Regions from separate parts of the Pan troglodytes genome. Here region 1 is linked to region 2. A link is a contact called in public Hi-C data. All regions are on one chromosome and are shown on one strand. Each heading gives the region's core, a stretch centred on a gene start, on an enhancer-like site or on the middle of the called end of the contact. The rest is flanking DNA. Distances are from core to core; before and after follow the strand shown. Region 1 overlaps TESK2 (testis associated actin remodelling kinase 2). Region 2 holds the start of TESK2 (testis associated actin remodelling kinase 2).

What was found. A called contact is a pair of places that touch in the nucleus more often than the background predicts.
Region 1: a Hi-C map of induced pluripotent stem cells shows a contact between it and region 2, with 2.9 times the contacts expected there. The contact joins the enhancer-like site here to the promoter of TESK2 in region 2. A contact is called at or near these places in 6 of 7 Hi-C or Micro-C datasets (blood, induced pluripotent stem cells, a lymphoblastoid cell line and 2 more), 1 of 1 datasets of contacts at active chromatin or transcription factors (stem cell-derived excitatory neurons) and 1 of 1 other capture datasets (stem cell-derived neural stem cells).

What each region holds. Positions count from the first base shown.
Region 1 is chr1:185,602,997-185,608,304 of NHGRI_mPanTro3-v2.0_pri, reverse strand. All of the region lies in intron 4 of TESK2 (testis associated actin remodelling kinase 2), which reads right to left. Among named protein-coding and RNA genes, the nearest start is that of MUTYH, 22 kb to the left of the region's middle. Within about 2 kb of position 1,879, at least 6 of the 24 cell types and tissues checked have an H3K27ac peak or open chromatin away from gene starts, as enhancers often do. A contact at or near this core is called in induced pluripotent stem cells, where this site is marked.
Region 2 is chr1:185,472,022-185,477,498 of NHGRI_mPanTro3-v2.0_pri, reverse strand. TESK2 (testis associated actin remodelling kinase 2) reads right to left here and starts at 3,068. Exons shown (of 10, transcript XM_009456279.5): 1 at 2,625-3,068.

The DNA of each region.
Region 1 (5,308 bases), core at 630-3,129, 130 kb before region 2:
CAGATCACCTAAGGTCAGGAGTTCAAGACTAGCCTGGCCAACATAGTGAAACCCCATCTATACTAAAAATACAAAAATTAGCCGGGCATGGTGGTGAGTGCCTGTAATCCCAGCTACTCGGGAGGCTGAGGCAGGAGAATCACTTGAACCCGGGAGGCGGAGGCTGCAGTGAAGTGAGATTGAGCCACTGCACTCCAGCCTAGGCAACAGAGTGAGACCCTGTCTTGAAAAAAAAATATGTAAAAGTTGGCCAGGCGAGATGGCTCACACCTGTATTCCTAGCACTTTGGGAGGCCAAGGCAGGTGGATCCCCTGAGGCTAGGAGTTCGAGACCAGCCTGGCCAACATGGTGAAACCCCATCTCTACTAAAGATACAAAAATAAGCAGGGCATGGTGGCAGACGACTGTGATCCCAGCTACTTGGGAGGCTGAGGCACGAGAATCACTTGAACCTTGGAGGCAGAGGTTGCGGTGGGCAGAGATCATATCACTGCACTCCAGCCTGGGCAACAGGGTGAGACTCTGTCTCAAAAAAATAATAATAAAATAAAATATGTGAAAGCGCTTCGAAAAAAATTTAAATGTCATGTATTTTCTGATGTGGTAATAATATAAGCACCAAAAAGAACCAGTTGGGGGCAGCACCATGCAGCACTTCAGATCCTTGGAAGCGTCGGACCAGTTTTGGCAAGACAGAAAGAATGACTAAAAATAAATCTTCCAACTTCTCAAAAGGGAAACTTGTTGATCTGCTTCATCCTGCTTGATAATCCATCTTTGAAAATCTTAAAATAAGGCATAATGACGGCATAAGCACAGCGCCTTGCTCTCTTCATTCTAGTTGAATCTGCCCAAGATTCACATTTGAGGTGCCCATTTGCTGAAAAGAAACTGAGCTTGTGAACTTCAGGGTTATAAGTGGGCAGTGAAGCTGACATCTAATCATGCAGGCAGATTTCTTTAGCTCTGAAAGTCAAAAGGTAGGCAGTGGTTCACTTCTTTAGCATGATGACAGTGTGATATGTCGGGCCTGTCTTCAGGAGCCACTCAGGTTTCCCAACTGAGTGCCAGGCAGAAGACACTATAATGAAAAGACTGTATGTGCACTCTCTATAGGCCAGGTGAGACCAGGACTCTTGGTTCTGGGAAACACTTGTTTACTCTGTTCAGCAGTGTCTCTGAAGGCCCTGGAAATCCATATGCAAAGCCAGAGGGTGGAGAGCACAGGAAAAGGTGACAAAAGATGAGGAATCACACTTGGCTAATAGATTCTGGCTTCTCCAGGCAAACTGGAAAAAGTGCAAACCAAGGACCAGAGAGGGAAAACAAATGGAATTTGCTTTTACAACCCATTTCTCTTGCCTGCCTTTGGTGAGTACATTAGTTGGGCTGATAAGCCTGTAGGCCCTCAGAAACCGCTTCTCAATGTTTCAAGACCTCTGCATGCATAAGAAAAGGAAATTTGAGATTTGTCAACAAGGAAGATTTCTTTCTTTTTTTTGAGACGGAGTCTCACTCTGTCCCTCAGGCTGGAGTGCAGTGGCGCCATCTCGGCTCACTGCAACCTCCACCTCCCAGGTTCAAGTGATTCTCCAGCCTCAGCTTCCCGTGTAGCTGGGATTACAGGCTCGTGTCACCACACCCAGCTAATTTTTGTATTTTTTAGTAGAGACAGGGTTTTCCCATGTTGGCCAGGCTTGTCTCGAACTCCTGACCTCAGGTGATCCACCCGCCTCAGCCTCCCAAAGTGCTAGGATTACAGGCGTGAGCTACCGCACCCAGCCAGAAGATTGCTACACGGTCTCTGTGCCCATTAGCTGGAATGTTCACTTCTCCATAAGCAACTCCCAGTGCAGACTCAGCTGGTGTGGCCTCTAAACAAATCCCTCTGCAGGAAGCAGAGACAAGAGCAACTGCATTAGCATGTTCAGCTTTCCCGGATGGGGATAACAGCTGCTTTGCTTTCATTTTCAGCTAGACTACTCCCTCGGTCAGCCCTATAAAATGACCCAAGGCATTGGTAATACATTTAATTAATACAGAAGTTTTAATATTTTTAATTGTTGTTATTTTAACCTTTCAAGTTAGAAAACTGTAATACAGTCAATAAAATGTGTTATAGATACTTCAATACCTCTCAGTGGCTGTTACCTTTTTCTATACCAACTTTACCTATACCAAAACTTGCCTCACTTCCTCACTGTCTAATAAAATAACAGAGTTTCTTCCATTTCATTTGTGTTTGATACTTGGTTTCATTAAATATATACAGCCTTTTCCTAGAAGGCACTCAATAACTTTTTAAAGTGTATTCGTAATTCAACTATATTATGTAAATAAACCTTTATTACTAAAATGCAAGAAATCATATGCCAACATCTTTTTTAAAATCACCAAAGGCACAGAGAAGTGGACACTCAGTTCTCCACTCAGGAATATCAATTCAGGTTATTTCTACAAACATTTATTGAGCACTCCTCCCCCTACTGCCACTTCCATATGAGAGTAAGAACTTGTCTCTTGGCCAGGCACAGTGGCTCTCGCCTGTAATCCCAGCACTTTGAGAAGCTGATGTGGGAGGATCGCTTGAGGCCAGGAGCTCAAGACCAGCCTGGGCAACATAGCAAGACCCCCACTCAAAAAAAAGATGGTAAATTATATGTTATATGTATTTTACCACGATAGTGTGTGTACAAGTGTCCCCATAGTTCTTTAGTCCCTTCCACTATGTAAGGACACAACAAAAAGACAGGCATTTATGAACCATGAAGTAGGCCCTCACCAAACACTGAATCTGCCTGTGCCTAGATCTTAGATTGCCCAGCCTCCAGAAGTGTGAGAAATAAATTTTTGTTGTTTATAAGCTACCCAGTCTATGATATATTCTTATAGCAGCACAAATGGACTAAGACAACTGCCTAGGCTAAAGAGTATAGGTTCTTCCCACATATCCCTATAGGGTCTGGTAGGTACCAATTCAGGCACAGACAAGCACATAAACATATCCATACAGAGAATATTCTGGACTGGCTCTAGGGAATATGTACCTCTCTCTGAGGTAAATGCACCCAGGACTCCAGTTCCCAATTCTTGCTGATTCTAGTCAGCTACAGTAGTTTCAACCAATTATAACTATTCAGAACACTAAGACAAAATGGTAGTTTTAAAAAAATTTGAATTACCAGTGTACTGATACCTGCAACCAAATAAGCTTATCTCTGAACAGTGGTTCAAAGGCATTCAGAGAAGGTCTGGAGAAAATATCAACTCTAAGAATTATTATTCCTTTTTGAAAAATCTACCCAACTGGCCAGGAGTTAGGGCATTTACCCAAAGAAGATAACTGTGCTGTCATCTAACTAGCAGAGATAATTTGCTACCATCTAATTAGCAACATGGTACTGAGAAAGATTCATCCATCCTTCTGTTCACCTACCCAAACACTGAAAACCTACAATGTGAAACACAAAGATAAATGGGGCCAGTCTCTGCCCACAGAGACTAGTCTAGCCTAGATGGTCTAGTAGGGATGCCATACAATCAACTAACACTTTTTTTTTTTTCACACAGGAGAATAACATGATCAGATATGCTACATAGAAATATTCTAACAGTAGTATAAAAATTGTATGAAAAGGTCAGGAACTGAGGCTGGGAGAAGAGTTAGGATAACCAAGGCCTGAATAAGACAATGGCAGCAAGAATGGAAAGGAGGTTATTATCTCAGAGACATTAGAGGTAGAATCAGCAAGATTTGGTGTTTGTTCAAAGGCAAGGAGTAATTAAAGAGATAAGGTCTAAATACAAAGTCAGTCCAGTTTGGTGTTTAGCTCATAGTACACAACTCATTCTCCCAATTAACAATATCTTTTTAAAATTTATTTTCATTTTTTACAACAGGTAGAACCCACTGTCAATAACTTATCATTCTCACGCCTCCCTTAGGTTATTCCATTAGCTTTCTAACCTGTTTTCTTGCCCCCTTTTGCATCTTGAAAAGATTTAGCCCTCATTCCAATCCATTTTCCACAATATAGCCAAGACAATCTTTCTGAAATGCCAACCTGAAGCCACTCTCCTGTTAAAATTATTCAGTGATGTGCTATTACTTGTAGGATAAAACCCACAATCCTTAGAAAGGCACACAAAGCCTTTCACTCCTGCTTATAAAAGTCTGACTCCTGCTCACCTGCACATTTGTACACATTGCTGGTCCCTTTACCTCTAATATCCTTCCCCTTTCCCCACCTAGGCCTGGCTAATATTCACTCATTGTTGAGGATTTAATTCCATTTCATGGTAACCCATAGGCAGGGTTGGGGATAAGAAAGACAGTCTATGCAAAAGGAACACAAAGATAACAAAGCACAGAGATTAGTAATTATTCTTTTTTTTTTTTTTTTTTTTCTGTATAAGTAGGGGAGAAAGGATGAAGCTAAAAAGTTAAGATGGGCAGTATAATATAGTGGGGACTGCAGTTAGGCTGGCTAGGATTGAATCTCATCTCAGACTATAATAGTTGTAGAGCCCTGAGTTGGTTATTCAGTTTGTTTAACACACATCTATAAAATGGGAATAATAATAGTGCCTAACCCACAGAGTTGTTGTGAAGATTCAGTAAGTTGATACATGTAAAATGCTAAGAATAATGTCAAGGAAAGTGCTCAATATGTCAGTTATGACTATTTCTATTATTATTATTATATTTGTTATTAGTGCAGAAGTTCTGGAATACCAAGATGAAGCATCTACAGTTAATTCAGCAGACCACAGGGGCCACTGAAGGTTTATAGGTAAAGGTATAATATGATCTAATGGGGGTTGAATTACATCCCCCCAAAAGATGCATGCAAGTCCTAAACCCTGGTAAGGTAACTATAAATGTGACCTTATTTGGAAATAGGGTCTTTGCCAATGTAATCAAGTTAAGATGAGGTCATATTGGAGTAGGGCAGGCCCTTAATCCAATACGACTGGAATCCTTATAAAAAGAGTGGCAAGAGATATAGGCACACAGGGAAAATGTCATGTTAAGATAGAGGCAGAAATTGGACTGAGACATCTACAAGCCAAAGAACACCAAAAACCTACCAGAAGCTAGGAAAAGGCAAGAAGGATCTTCCCGTAGAGCCTTCAGAGAGAACAAGGCCCTACCAACACTTTGATTTTGGACTTCCAGCCTTCAGAACTCTGAGATAATAAGTTTCTGCTATGTCACCCACATTGTAGTGCTTTGCTATGGCAGCTCTAAGAAACTAATACATGACCCAAACTGCATTTTAGAAAGATCATTCTGGTAGCAGGATA
Region 2 (5,477 bases), core at 1,819-4,318:
TTTTTTTGTTAAATCTTTATTCTCTTTCATTTTCCATTTAAGATTCCCATGGCCATAATACTCAAGTCAGAAACTCGCCATAGTGTCTTCAGTCTCCAAACTGACTTCTCCACAGATAAGTAATCACATCAATAAGGCCATCTGTTAAACTCCCTCACTTTCCTTCCCTTCTACCACATCATTATCCATTTTCACTACTATCCTTTTGGTGTCAAAGGGCAAAATGCCTGACTGACATATTTCCTAGATGAACTTTCCCCTCACTTACAGAACTGTTTCACCTGTACTGAAAAGAAAAACACACATGTGCCATAATGGAAAGAACACAGGTTTCAGAACTAGACATACCTGCTCAAATCCTTGTCCACAGTACTCTCAACTGTAAAAGAGGGATACTGACATGTTAACCACAAGGCTGTTGTGATCTATAAAGCATCTTTATGTACCTGGCATATAGTATATTCTCAATAAAGATGAGTTTCACTAGAACCAGCTCCCCTTCACAACCAAACTCTGGAGAATAATTTTACTCATTTCTTCTCATTTATTCCTCAATCCATCATGATCTCACTACTACCTTCATTGCCATCCCCACCCTACCAAAACTGCATTTCAGAGGAAACAAGTGACCTCCTGATTGCTAAATATAGGGCAGGCCAGGCATGATGGCTCACCCCTGTAACCCCAGCTCTTTGGGAGGCCGGGGAAGGCAGATAGCTTTGAGCTCAGGAGTTCGAGACCAGCCTGGGCAACACAGAGAAACCCCGTCTCTACAAAAAATACAAAAAATTATCTGGGTGTGGTGGCTCCTGCCTGTGATCCCAGCTACTCAGAAGGCTGAGGTGGGAGGATCCGAGACTGCACCACTGCACTCCAGCCTGGGCGACAGAGTGAGACCCTGACACCAAAGAAAAAAAAAAAAAAGCTTCTTAACTTTCATTCAGCTGGACCTCGGAAGCACGTGACATTGATAGTCACCGCCCCGCCCCCCTTCTTGAAATCCTTTCTTTGGCTCCTATTATAATGCTGTTATGTTCTAGTTCTTGTCCCGTTCCTTTAATCTCTCTTTTTCAGTGTCTATTACCTTTCAAACAATGATGCTCCTTCTGGTCCACAGCCCTTCTCATCTTTCAGTATTACCATTCCATACTAAGGCATACAAATATCCCCCATATATTCTCTTGACCCTCCAAATTTATGTATCCAGGTCCAAGCTTTCTCCCAATTTTCAGACCCAAATTTCCAGATACCCACAGTGATATTTCAAAACACCTCAAACTCGGCTGGGAGCAGTGGCTCACGCCTGTAATCCCAGCACTGTGGGAGGCCAAGGTGGGCGGATTGACTGAGATCAGACGTTCGAAACCAGCCTGGCCAACGTGGGGAAACCCCGTCTCTACTAAAAGTACAAAAATTAGCCGGACGTGGTGGCGCATGCCTGTAATCCCAGCTACTCGGTAGTCTGAGGCAGGAGAATCGCTTGTACCTGGGAGGAGGAGGTGGCAGTGAGCTGAGATCGTGCCACTGCACTCCAGCCTGGGTGACAGAATGAGACTCCGTCAAAAAAAACAAAAACTAACAAACAAACCCTGAAACTTAACTTGTTCAAAACCAAATTTATTACCTTCTCTCAAAATTGCTTTTTTATGCTCCCTATTTCAGATGAGATCAGGAGCGTTGAGGGTGGTATAACCGGAGACTATGTTCCCTATTTCAATTAACACTACCGATTCACACCATCAGCCAAGTCAGAAACTTTCTACTATTCTTCTCAACTTTATTTTGAAACCTCTTGGAATTTCGGGCCATTCCCTCCCGCCTGGATGAGCACACTCGTTTTCTGCCTACCTGGCCTTTCCGCCTCCACGGTCTTCACTTTCAATCCTTCCTCTATATTTTCACCAGAGATAATGCAATCATACCAAGCTCCTGCTTACAAAACCTTCAACGGCTCCCCATGCATGCAGCATAAAGTCCAAATTCCTCAGTAAGTTCTTCTCAGAGGTATACAATTTAAAGATTTTTAAATTACACAAACCTGGATTTCGCTTGTAGCGAAATCTGAACACTGGCTTAGTCCACTCTTCACAGCGAAGAGTAAAAAGCAGAGAGGGGAAAGGAAGGGAGATGATGACAAGCGAGGAAAGAAGAGGGGGAAGGCAGTAGGGTCTGAGGGGAGGGAATTGTTTTCCTGGGTAGAGGTGAACGTTTTCGAGGGAAGAGCGTATCGGAGGGAAGTCAAGTGAAGGAACCCAGATCTCTGAGGCAGGAGCGGGTATGCGAGCAGGGAGGCGCTCAGTGGGGAGCTGGAAGTCTCTGAAACAAGAGTTTTCCGAGAAAACGAAAGATCCCTAATGCGAGCGAGGTAACTTCTAATGGGTTCCCAGGTTCTAAGGGGGAGCAGACGTGGCGGGGAGCCTGAGGGAAGTGAGAAGGAAAGAGGAAAGCGGCCAGGAAGGGAGCGTCCGCCGCCGCTGAGAGGGGGACCTCTGGGAAGCCGAGGGGTCCCGTCGGGTGCGGAGGGACGCAGGCGCCTCTGCTCCGGGGCAGAGGAGGTGGAGGGGCAGCGCGCGCGGGCCAGGAAGGATGCCCGGGTTTGTGACCCCGTCCTCTTTTCACGTTACCTGAGGCAGGACTGAGCAGCCAGAGGGGTGCCTGCGCGGGCAAGAGGAGGAGACGGCGGCAAAGAGGGAGCATAGTAACCCTCACAGCTCGTTGGTGGCAGCGGCTCCTTAGCCTGCGGAGGCGGTGGGAGCCCCTAGCGCAGAAGCCGGCGACTCAGCTAGGCTAGCGGCGGCGGAGAACGAGGAGACTACTGCCATGGCCCCACAGTCGGGGCCGCTCCCCCCGCCTGTTTGGCGGGGCCAGGAGGACGATCCGACCAGCGAAACCAACAGGGCAGCTGGTAGCTCTGCTGAGCTCCCGGGCCGCGAAAGACTGAAACGCCTACCCGGCCCAGCAGGGGGGTTGGGGGCGGGGTCTCGACTGGCCACGCCCCCCCCTCAAGCCCTCCCTCAGAGTAGCCAGTCAACCGTCAACTCCTGATAAACGAGGTAGTGGAATTGCCCAATTAGCGCTAGGAATGCCACGTGGTATGAGGGTGGGCACAATGGGCGTCCAGAAAAGCCAATCAACAGCCGTAGGCGCCAACTCCGGAGGACGAAGGGAACCAATAGGAAGGAAGTCGAGGTAAAAACAGAAGAAGCAGTGTGTGGGAAAGGCGGAACCGAGGAGGAGGGAATACACCTGGGGGAAACCCAAGTCCAGGAGCCTCTTAGAGGGCGGGGCAGTAAACACAAGATGGACCAATAAAAATGTTAAACACAGAAATGATTGGTAATTGATAAAGCCAATTGAAAATGGACTAGACTGGCGCGGCTTTCGGGTTGGTCAAGGTATAGCTGAGTAAGGAAAAGCGGTAAGAATGCTGCGTCCTGCAGGATTTCAGTATAGTGAGGAGGAAAAAATATATCAATAATACCGACTTGAAATAGTAAGAGCAATCAGTAGAGCTAAACAAAATGCTAGGGAAGCAATTAATCATGACTATGAGATTCCGTTAAGTGAAAGCTTAGAGGAGGTAACACTTCAGCTAGCTTGAAAACAGATTTTGAAAGAAAGCTGGTGGGGAATAAGTTGGGATTTTTTGTTGTTTTTGTTGGTTGCTTTTTTTTAGAAGGGTCTCACTCTGTCGCCCAGGATGATGGAGTGCAGTGGAGCGATCATGGCTCACTTGCAGCCTCAAACTCCTGGATTAAGATGATCCTCCCAACTCAGCCTCCCCGGATAGCTGGGACTACAGGCACACGCCAGCATGCCTGACTAATTTTTTGTATATTTTGTAGAGACGGGGTTTACCATGTTGACCAGGCTGGTCTGTAACTCCTGGACTCAAGTCATTGGCCCACGTTGGCCTACGAAAGTGCCGGGATTACAGGCGTGAGCCACCGCTCCCAGCTAAGAATTCTGCCCAGCTGTTCAAGGCACATATTTCTTCACTTTTTGCATGTGCCTGGACATCAGGAGCTCATAATCTCATGACTGAAGAGACTAGAACAGGAGGAGGGCAAGAGCAAGCAGTATGGGCCTTACTGTATTAGCACTCCCAGGGGTTAGAGACCCCTTTTCAGACATCTTAAGACTTTCATCCTCCTGGAAGAGTATAAGTGGTATGCATTCCTGGTGGCCATAAAGTTTAAGAAATATGGCCAGGGCCGGGAGCAGTGGATCACGCCTGTAATCCCACCACTTTGGGAGGCCGAGGCAGGGGGATCACGAAGTCAGAAGATCGAGACCATCCTGGCAAACATGGTGAAACCTCGTCTCTACTAAAAATAGAAAAATTAGCTGGGTGTATTGGCGCGTGCCTGTAGTCCCAGCTACTCAGGAGGCTGAGGCAAGAGAATCGCTTGAGCCCGGGAAGCAGAAGTTGCAGTGAGCCAAGATCGCACCACTGCACTCCAGCCTGGGAGACACAGCAAGTCTCCGTCTCAAAAAAAAAAAAATATGGCCAGACACAGTGATTCACTTCTGTAATCCCAGCACTTTGGGAGGCCAAGGTGGATCACTTGAAGCCAGGAGTTTGAGACCAGCCTGGGCAACATAGCGAGACCCTGTCTGTACAGGAAAAAAAAAAAATGAGCCCAAAATGGTGGCATGTACCTGTGGTCCTAGCTACTTGGGAGGCTAAGGCCAGAAGATCACCTGAGCCCAGAGGTCAAGGCTACAGTGAGCTGTGGATGGTGCCACTGCACTCCAGCCTGGACAACAGAGCAGGACCCTGTCCCAAAAAAATATAAAAAGAAAGAAAGAAGTGTGGTAGGAGATATTGGAGAGAGAAGAGGCTGCATGTGGGTTGGGCTTAAATGCCAATATTCAAATTTGTCTTTTGTTTTTTATGCTGTGAGAGCTATTCTTGAGCAGGACCATAAACTAAACAGGGCAGTGTTTTAGGAAGATTAATTGGTAGCTCACAGAATCTCTGAAGGGAGAAGAGAGATCACCCCAGCCCAGTCCCCCTGACCAAAGGCTTTTTGGTACCATTCTTCTGGCAACAAATCATGTGCTGCCACCTGGTGACAGCTCAAATAGCAATTTTCCACATTGCTATTTAATATTTCTGTTGAGGTTGGGTGTGTGGGCTCAGACCTGTAATCCCAAGGGCTTTGGGAGACTGAGGTAGGAGGATCTCTTGAGCCCAAGGGTTTGAGACCAGCCTGGGCAACATAGTGAGACACGTCTCTACAAACAAAAATCCTTTTATAATTAGCTGGGTGTGGCATCACATGCCTGTAGTACTAGCTACTAGGGAAGCTGAGGCAAGAGGATCACTTGAGCCCAGGAGTTCGAGACCAGCCTAGGCAAGATGGCGAAACCCTGTCTTTACAAAAAGTACAAAAAATTAGCTGGGTGTGGTGGCGCATGCCTGTGGTCCCAGCTACATGGTAGACTGAGGTGGGAGGATCGCTTAAGCCCAG